2 separate regions of the Sus scrofa genome follow, and region 1 is linked to region 2. A link is a contact called in public HiChIP or PLAC-seq data. All regions are on one chromosome and are shown on one strand. Each heading gives the region's core, a stretch centred on a gene start, on an enhancer-like site or on the middle of the called end of the contact. The rest is flanking DNA. Distances are from core to core; before and after follow the strand shown.

The links. HiChIP or PLAC-seq counts read pairs in DNA pulled down with a chosen protein or histone mark.
Region 1: a contact with region 2 is called in an H3K27ac HiChIP or PLAC-seq map of alveolar macrophages. The contact joins two enhancer-like sites. A contact is called at or near these places in 1 of 47 Hi-C or Micro-C datasets (embryonic fibroblasts) and 1 of 2 datasets of contacts at active chromatin or transcription factors (alveolar macrophages).

The regions. Positions count from the first base shown.
Region 1 is chr15:118,634,558-118,638,078 of Sscrofa11.1, reverse strand. SMARCAL1 (SWI/SNF-related matrix-associated actin-dependent regulator of chromatin subfamily A-like protein 1) reads right to left here. Exons shown (of 21, transcript XM_021076244.1): 8 at 1,471-1,521. Among named protein-coding and RNA genes, the nearest start is that of SMARCAL1, 8.6 kb to the right of the region's middle. Within about 2 kb of position 1,993, at least 4 of the 83 cell types and tissues checked have an H3K27ac peak or open chromatin away from gene starts, as enhancers often do. A contact at or near this core is called in alveolar macrophages, where this site is marked.
Region 2 is chr15:118,222,529-118,226,139 of Sscrofa11.1, reverse strand. All of the region lies in intron 2 of MREG (melanoregulin), which reads left to right. Among named protein-coding and RNA genes, the nearest start is that of MREG, 49 kb to the left of the region's middle. Within about 2 kb of position 2,054, at least 45 of the 83 cell types and tissues checked have an H3K27ac peak or open chromatin away from gene starts, as enhancers often do. A contact at or near this core is called in alveolar macrophages, where this site is marked.

The DNA.
Region 1 (3,521 bases), core at 744-3,243, 410 kb before region 2:
CTGTTTTCATCAGATATTTCAAGGAGTCTGTGGCCCACAAGACTTGGGACTGTCACACACAATGCTATGCAAACAAGTTGCCAGGCATGGTTTCCCAATATTACATTCATCCATTAATGCTGTAAATATTCTGCTTTTTGTCCTTCCACAAAAGTCAAAGCCCGTACAAGCCCATACATATATATCTTTCTGTGGTTGAAAGACAAAGGGGCAAGAGGGAAAAAAACTCACTCCTACTACTCACCAGAAATTAGGCTTAGGCCAAATAGTTTGCTCTAAATCACAAGTTCCAAATCACAGAAGCCAAGGGATCTCAGATCAATGTCAGCCATCCTTCCTCCTTCTGCTATTGCTGGCTGACACGAAATAAGTAACTCTTCACGTTCAAACTTAACCTTGAGCTTGCAGTAAGTCTTTCCTCAAGGAATCACAAACTCTTCCCTGATATTTAATTTCTGATAATAGCACAGATATGGATTAAACAACCCCCTTTCCACAGACGGACAAATGGACCCAGAATACTGAACTACCTGACATTCCACAGTAAGACACACAAGGAGGAGACAGAGCGAAAAGACTCTCTTCCCTAAAGCCCTAGCCTGGTGGGCTAGTGCCTTGCCCTCTTCCCCCACCCCCCCAAGTCTCTCCTGGTACTGACTGGTACCAGAAAGTTCTCAGGGAGTCAAGCAGGAGGAAACTAGGTTGTGCCAGCTCAACACCCACTGCAGTTTCGACAGCCTGGAAGATGGGTGACAGGCTGAGATATGATCTCACTACCCACCCCCCATCCTTCGGAGGCATATTGGAATTCATTCATTGACCCACCCAAGCAGAGGACAGATAAGTCAAGTGATAAGCCCAAAATGGCTTCTCCTTCTCATAGTTATATCTGTACACACAGTCCTATCCTTGGTCAGCCTCCAAAGCACTTACTAAATGCTTAAGTGCCCTGGTCTTGGCTTCTGCCTCTGGCAGAACTCAGCCCATTATGAAGCCTATAACCACGAAGGCTCCCTGACTTTCACAGACCATCTGGCTCTAGAAGTAAAGCAAGAGCTTGTTCTTAGAGAGACTCTGAAATAGCTTCCATCTAAGCTAAGGAAACCTCTGCTTAGCTCGCCTCTGATTCCCAAAGTCCACATATCCTCTTCTAATACCTCTATGATGGGTGGGAGGTTTCAGGGGCCTCAAGAATCTGACTACTACCATCTCTCCCAACTGTGTTTGCCTGGGTGTTGTCAAGCTGCCATCCCAGCCAAGGGGCTGCCTAAGACTATCTGCCCGTTTACTAGTCCTATAGCTACGCAAGCAGTCACTGCAGTGGAGGGGAGGTGAGTCTTTCAAAATACATTACATTTAAGGCACATAATTAAGGTTTAATTCATTCATTAATTAGTAGCATAAGTTAATATAATTATTACTATAATTAATTAATAGCATAATATAAAGCAAGCAAGGTGGGCAGCTCACTTAGTTTATTGTATTCCTCCAGGAGAAAGTTCCACTTCCTGGTCTTGACATCTGCAATGACAAGAAACAAGAAAGCAACCGTGACACCCTGCCCTTCTGCAATGCCACCACACTTGTTCATCCCCTGGTTTCATAAACCCCAGGAGGTTCGGGTGATGCGGCTGATCACGTGCCTGGAGCTGAGGATCCAGGGGTGGAGAGTCCCTGTCCTCGAGGCTTTCACTGAGTTCAGGGAGGAAAGACGGCAGGCCGGGGACAGCACTGGGTTGTACGGGTGGTGATAAAAGGGTACTGTGGGGACGCACAGGACTGGGGATGGCCCGGCAGGTCAGAAGTGCCCTGAATTTCCAAGGTCAGGATAATGACTGCAGCTTACACTTATTCGGTGGTCACCGCAAGCCAGGCCTGGCACCAAGAGACTTACACGCACCATCTCCTCAGCTCCTCAATACACAATAAGCTGGACACCATTATTCGCTCCATTTTTTTAAGTGGGGAAACAAGCTACATGTGGTCAGAGTGGTCAAACAGCCTGTGCTGAAATTCCAGGTCTGCCACTTCCTGGCTGTGTGACTTTGGGCAAGCTATGTAACTTCTCTGTGCCTCAGTTCCCACATCTGAAAAAGGAGAATCCTATAGCCCCAGCCTCAGAGGGTTCTTATGGGGATTACATAAAATTTCAACGTAAAATACTTATGAAAGAGTGTCTGGCAAACAATGCACCCCCAAAAAGCAAAAACAATTATAAATTATTATTATTGTTATTACTGTGACATCTGATTACTGCAGCATCAACTACACATACATCAACTAAGAAGAAAGAGCATCTACTCAACATTGACAAATTATTTCGGTTTTCCTGCCAATTGATCTTCTGAGAAAATCAAGCAAGAATCAGCTCAATAAGAGCTCTCTTGGCAGCAAAAATTAATTCTTCTCTGTATGGTCACTGAGGAAGCGAGGTATGTAGGGAAAAGGCCTCACGGACACAGTATGTCTGTTTCAGGAAAAAAGTAAGGTGGCCCAGATGTAATCTGACAGATAAATCAAATGCAGACAGACTACCATTTTTTGGCCACACCCAAGGCATGTGGAAGTTTCCTGGGCCAGGGATCAAACCCACACACAGGAGTGACAATGCCAGATCCTTAACTCACTGAGCCACCAGGAAACTCCAAAGAGACTACTTTTGATGTGAGAATAGCTTGATCTTGACTGTGGCAGGGCAGTAAATGGGAACGTCTGTGAATGACTGATACGGCCAAAAAAAAAAAAAAAGTCCAATCATGGTTTTTGGATGTCCAGGTTTGGGAGGGGTTGGGTGTGAGTATTTTTGCTGTTCATAATCCTCCCCAGACAGCAGGTCACATCAGGAGTGAGATTTTAAAGGCCGTACTTTTCAGAAGACACAGGTCATCGGTACCTGCTTTCTGACAAGAGACCCATCCCAAGCGGAAGCCGAACATTCGAGGGGCAGCAGGGGAGGTGATGGGCCCCAGCCCTCGTGTGAGCAGCTTGGCACATGACCCATGCTGGGCCCTGCATGCCATACCTAAACCCTACCCACCAGCCTGCTCTGCCCTCACCAGTCAGAACCATCCCTCTAAGGGCTAAAAATGCAACAGCCACCCCCTCCTGAAGAAGCCCCTAAGCCTGATGAAAGCTCGTGAACAAGTCACCCCACAGAGGCTCAGTCCATGATGCTGCCTGAATGTGATGTCTCAAAGGCAGAAGGCTTTCAAGGTTCACTTTCTACTTGCCTAGGGAAACACTAAAACCACTTCAAGAATAGGAATATAAATCTGTAAAAGCCATGCTATTCGGTAAAACAACATGGCCCACGCTGAGAACAAAACCCAGAAGTTCAGGATTCTTCTGCTCCTTATTTTGATGGGGCAGCTTTGGAAGAACCGCATAAAAAATAAAAACTGCCTCCTCTGGCCAGTGGTTTTCAATCCTGGCTTATGGTTAAACTCACCTGAGATCTTTAAAAAAGCCTGAAGCCCAGGCTCTGCCTCAAGTCAACTAAATCAGTAGCTCTGGGTGGGAAC
Region 2 (3,611 bases), core at 805-3,304:
AAGGGTAGACGGAGAGCTCTGGAAGGCTGGTGGGGAGGAGACCCCGATACAGATCTGTAAGCCAGTGGCTTGTTCCTGTCTCACTGAGTGGGTGGGTCTGAAGAAGTGGGAGACAGAGACAGCTACATCGGAGTTTGACCCGAAAAGACTCATTGCCACGGGTCCTAGTTCCCGACGTCCAGGCTTATCCTAGAGCAAGTGTTCCAGAGTGATGAGAAGTCTGGGCAGAAGCCATGAGGCCAAGCCTTGCCGGGAGATGTTGGAGGGTCTGCCAACTTCTGGACCCCAAGGCTAAGTGCCAGCTCCCTGGGAACCAGCTCCTCCTTGGCCTCCACTTCCTACCCCTCCTCCCCTCCAGGGTTCGTCCTGTCTGTGGTTTATCCTCTAATGCACTAGGTTTCTCTGTCTGTCATCTGATCTGTGCCATTTGGGCCGAGGTGGAAGCAGAGCACTAATGAGTGGACTGGCTGTCTAGGAACAGGGAAATTTAATCCTTTCTTTCCCGCTCACACACCACGTGTGGTAGATGGAGAGAATGGGCTTTTATAGTCCTGACAGAGGATGCCTCTCCTGGGCGGGAGGGCTTGACACTGTCCAGGCCAGCTTTGAGCTTCCTCAGCATAACCGACTCTCCCCCCTTCCCACCGGCCCCTCGCACTGGGATCTGGTTGCTGGGCAGTGAGGGGTAGTGAGAGGCAGCTGGAGAACAGGGCCTGTCTGTCTTCTGGACCCGAGTGGCTGGCCATGCCAGAGCCACTTTTGCAATGAAAGTCCCACATGTTATGTTCCATTTCTTTCTTTGTGTCCCAGTTTCTACATTGGTGACAGGGAAAGGGAATGTCATGGGCTAAATTTGGACCTAATAGGTGCTTAGGCACTGGGAGGAGCGTGGATTGTGGAGTCAGAGAGACTTGAATTTAAGTTTTAGGCTCCTTACTTAATAGCTGTGAGGTCTCTGCTGAGTTGTTTAACCTCCTAGGGCCTCACTTAACATCTCTAGAAAGGGATGTATAAACCCATCTTCTCAGATTTTCTCATGAAAAGAATGACATTAATCAAGTGCCTGCGATGGTGCCTGCCCTACATTATCTTAGTATCAAGTATGACTTAAAGAGACAATTGTGAAAAGTACTTTTTAAATATCATCTTTGATCAGGCATAGAGTAGAAGAGGGGAAGAGGTGAGTGGATTATTTTATTTCTTCTTTCTTGAATTTTTTCTGTTTCCCTAAAATATGAGAATCAAAATATCTTGATTATCTAAACCTGCCTTGTTCAGAATATACATGGATTAGAACCCAAGTGGCTTTTTCTGATAACTTTAGTGCTGCTTTCTAGATTCAACATGGGCACTCGGTCACCAGCAAAAGGTGGCCTTTCTGTCGTCTTCATTTGAGTTCAGCCAACCCACTGGGACGCCTGCTGTGTACAGAGGACTGTGTATGGAATGGATGAATTCACAGAGGGTTCTTGAATCTATGGGGCCCATGATCTAGTTGCAAAAGAAACACTACAAATCCCTGTGTAACACTGTCACAACAGGAAATAACTCTACAGTAGTTCCCGTAAAGGAACTTAGGGATTTCAAAAGAAGCAGCAGTTACTTTCAATTAAGAAAGGCGAAGGCTTCTCAAGGTGGTGACATTTGAGCTGAGCCTTGCAGAGTGACTTGGCTTCATGGCCGGGATGAGGGCGGAGTGAACCTGCTCAAAGGGGCAGAGGGTGCCCCTTTGAGCAGGTGGAGAGCCTGTCTGGGGTTGAAACTTGTTGTCAGTAAGCACAGGGCATCACTAGAATTCCCTAGGAGAAGAGTGACCCAATGTGACCTTCACAAGGTGGGGAGGAGACTGGAGGAGTCGGCTTCTGGAAGCAGAGGAACCATGATTGCAACTGTTCAGGCCACTTAAGGCTGAGGCAGTAGGGACAGAGAAGAGGGGAATCTTGTGACAGAGGCAGAATCCACAGGAGTGGGAGACTGATTTGGATTCGGAAGGTGGGATGGAAGGGGAGTGGGTAGCAGATGGCCACCATGTTGGCAGCTGTCAGAGGGCAGTGCCGGCTTGCGGGAGTCAGATTGGGCTCCGTCTCATCCAGTCAGGTGGCTGGGTCAGCAGCCCATCCATGTGGAGGCATCCGGCGGAAAGGTGGAAATGGCAGGACCTGGAGCTGAGGCTTGGGGTCAGGGCAACAGAAAGAGGCTTGGGAGTTACTGGTGGGGAAGTAGAGACCACAGAAGCTGCGGTTTTAGAGGAAAATATCTAGGGAGGTGGAGATGAGAAGACCCAATACAGGGCCTTGGGAAAGAACTGCAAGAAAAGAAGAGGCAGAGGAGGATGAGGATCCTGCAGAGGAAGGAGGAGAGTGAGGGATTTTAGCTGGAGGAGGCACCTAGGGGCATCAGATCCCAGACCTCCCACTGGCTGACTCCAGGCAAGATGCTGGGCACCCCTTTCCTCTGCAGCCTGGGGACACTGATGTCAACCCCACCCCCAATGAGTGTCCCGAGGGGGCACCTGGTGGACGTTCATTCTTTTTCCCTTTTTCCAGGAGCCTCTGGGAGGGGTTGCGAGAAAGGGAGGCTATTGGGAGTCAGGGCTTTAGGAGAGAACTAGGAGACCCCGCTCATCGGTCACTAGCGAGATGGGGAAGGTGGGGGAAGTCCTTGAGCGCTTTCCGTGGGAAGCAGATCTGAGGGCTGATTGCGGGGGGCGGGTGCCTAAGGGGTGGAGGGGGAAGTGAGAGCAGCAGGCGGAGGGCCCGCTGTGGAGCCTGGCGGAGAAGGGAGGGCGGAGAATGAAGAGGAGCTTGAGGAAGTAGTGGGGCCACGGGGGAGGGCTCAGCGGCCGCTGTGGCAGTGAAACCACCTGTCGTCTCAAGGAGACGGAGCTAGCTCCCCGCAAAGCCCTTCCTCTCTCGAAATTGGCAGAGAGGTTCGAGCTTTGGGGTGCTCGTTCCCCAGTGCCGGCGGATTGATTAGCTCTGGGAGGGGGAAACCCATCATGTGAGCAAGCGAAACTGCGGTTTGCCCCGTGAGCCTGGAGAGGCCTGGGCAGGGTTTCTGAGTGAGGCGTCCTTGTGACCCTGTCATCTGGCCAGCTCCCTTCTGAAATGAGAGGTGGGGAGGAGCAGAGGAGGCGGCAGAGGTAAGTCCAGGAAACCCAGGGTGTTTCTCCAGCCTGAAGCCTAGTTTCAGAAAAGTACGGGCAGTCTCACAGCTCTCTTGTTTTGCACACAAGCACAACCTCCTCCAAAACACTGACCCTTTTTTCTCAATCCTCAGAATCTCAGATCCTGGCAGCTTCTGTCCCTCCCTGCTCTCCCCTCCCCCTCTGCATCTTTTTTTTTTTTTTGTTTGTTTGTTTTTAAGGCCACACCAGAGGCATATGGAAGCTCCCAGGCTAGGGGTGGAATCAGAGCTGCAGCTGCCGGCCTATAGTTACAGCCACAGCAACAGCAGATCCAGGTGGCATCTGTGACCTACAGCACAGTTTATGGCAACGCAGGATTATTAGCCCACTGAATAAGGCCAGGGATTGAACCCACATCCTTGCGGGTACTAGTTGGGATTCGTTACCCCTGAGCCCCATGGGAACTCCACACCTCTGCATCTTG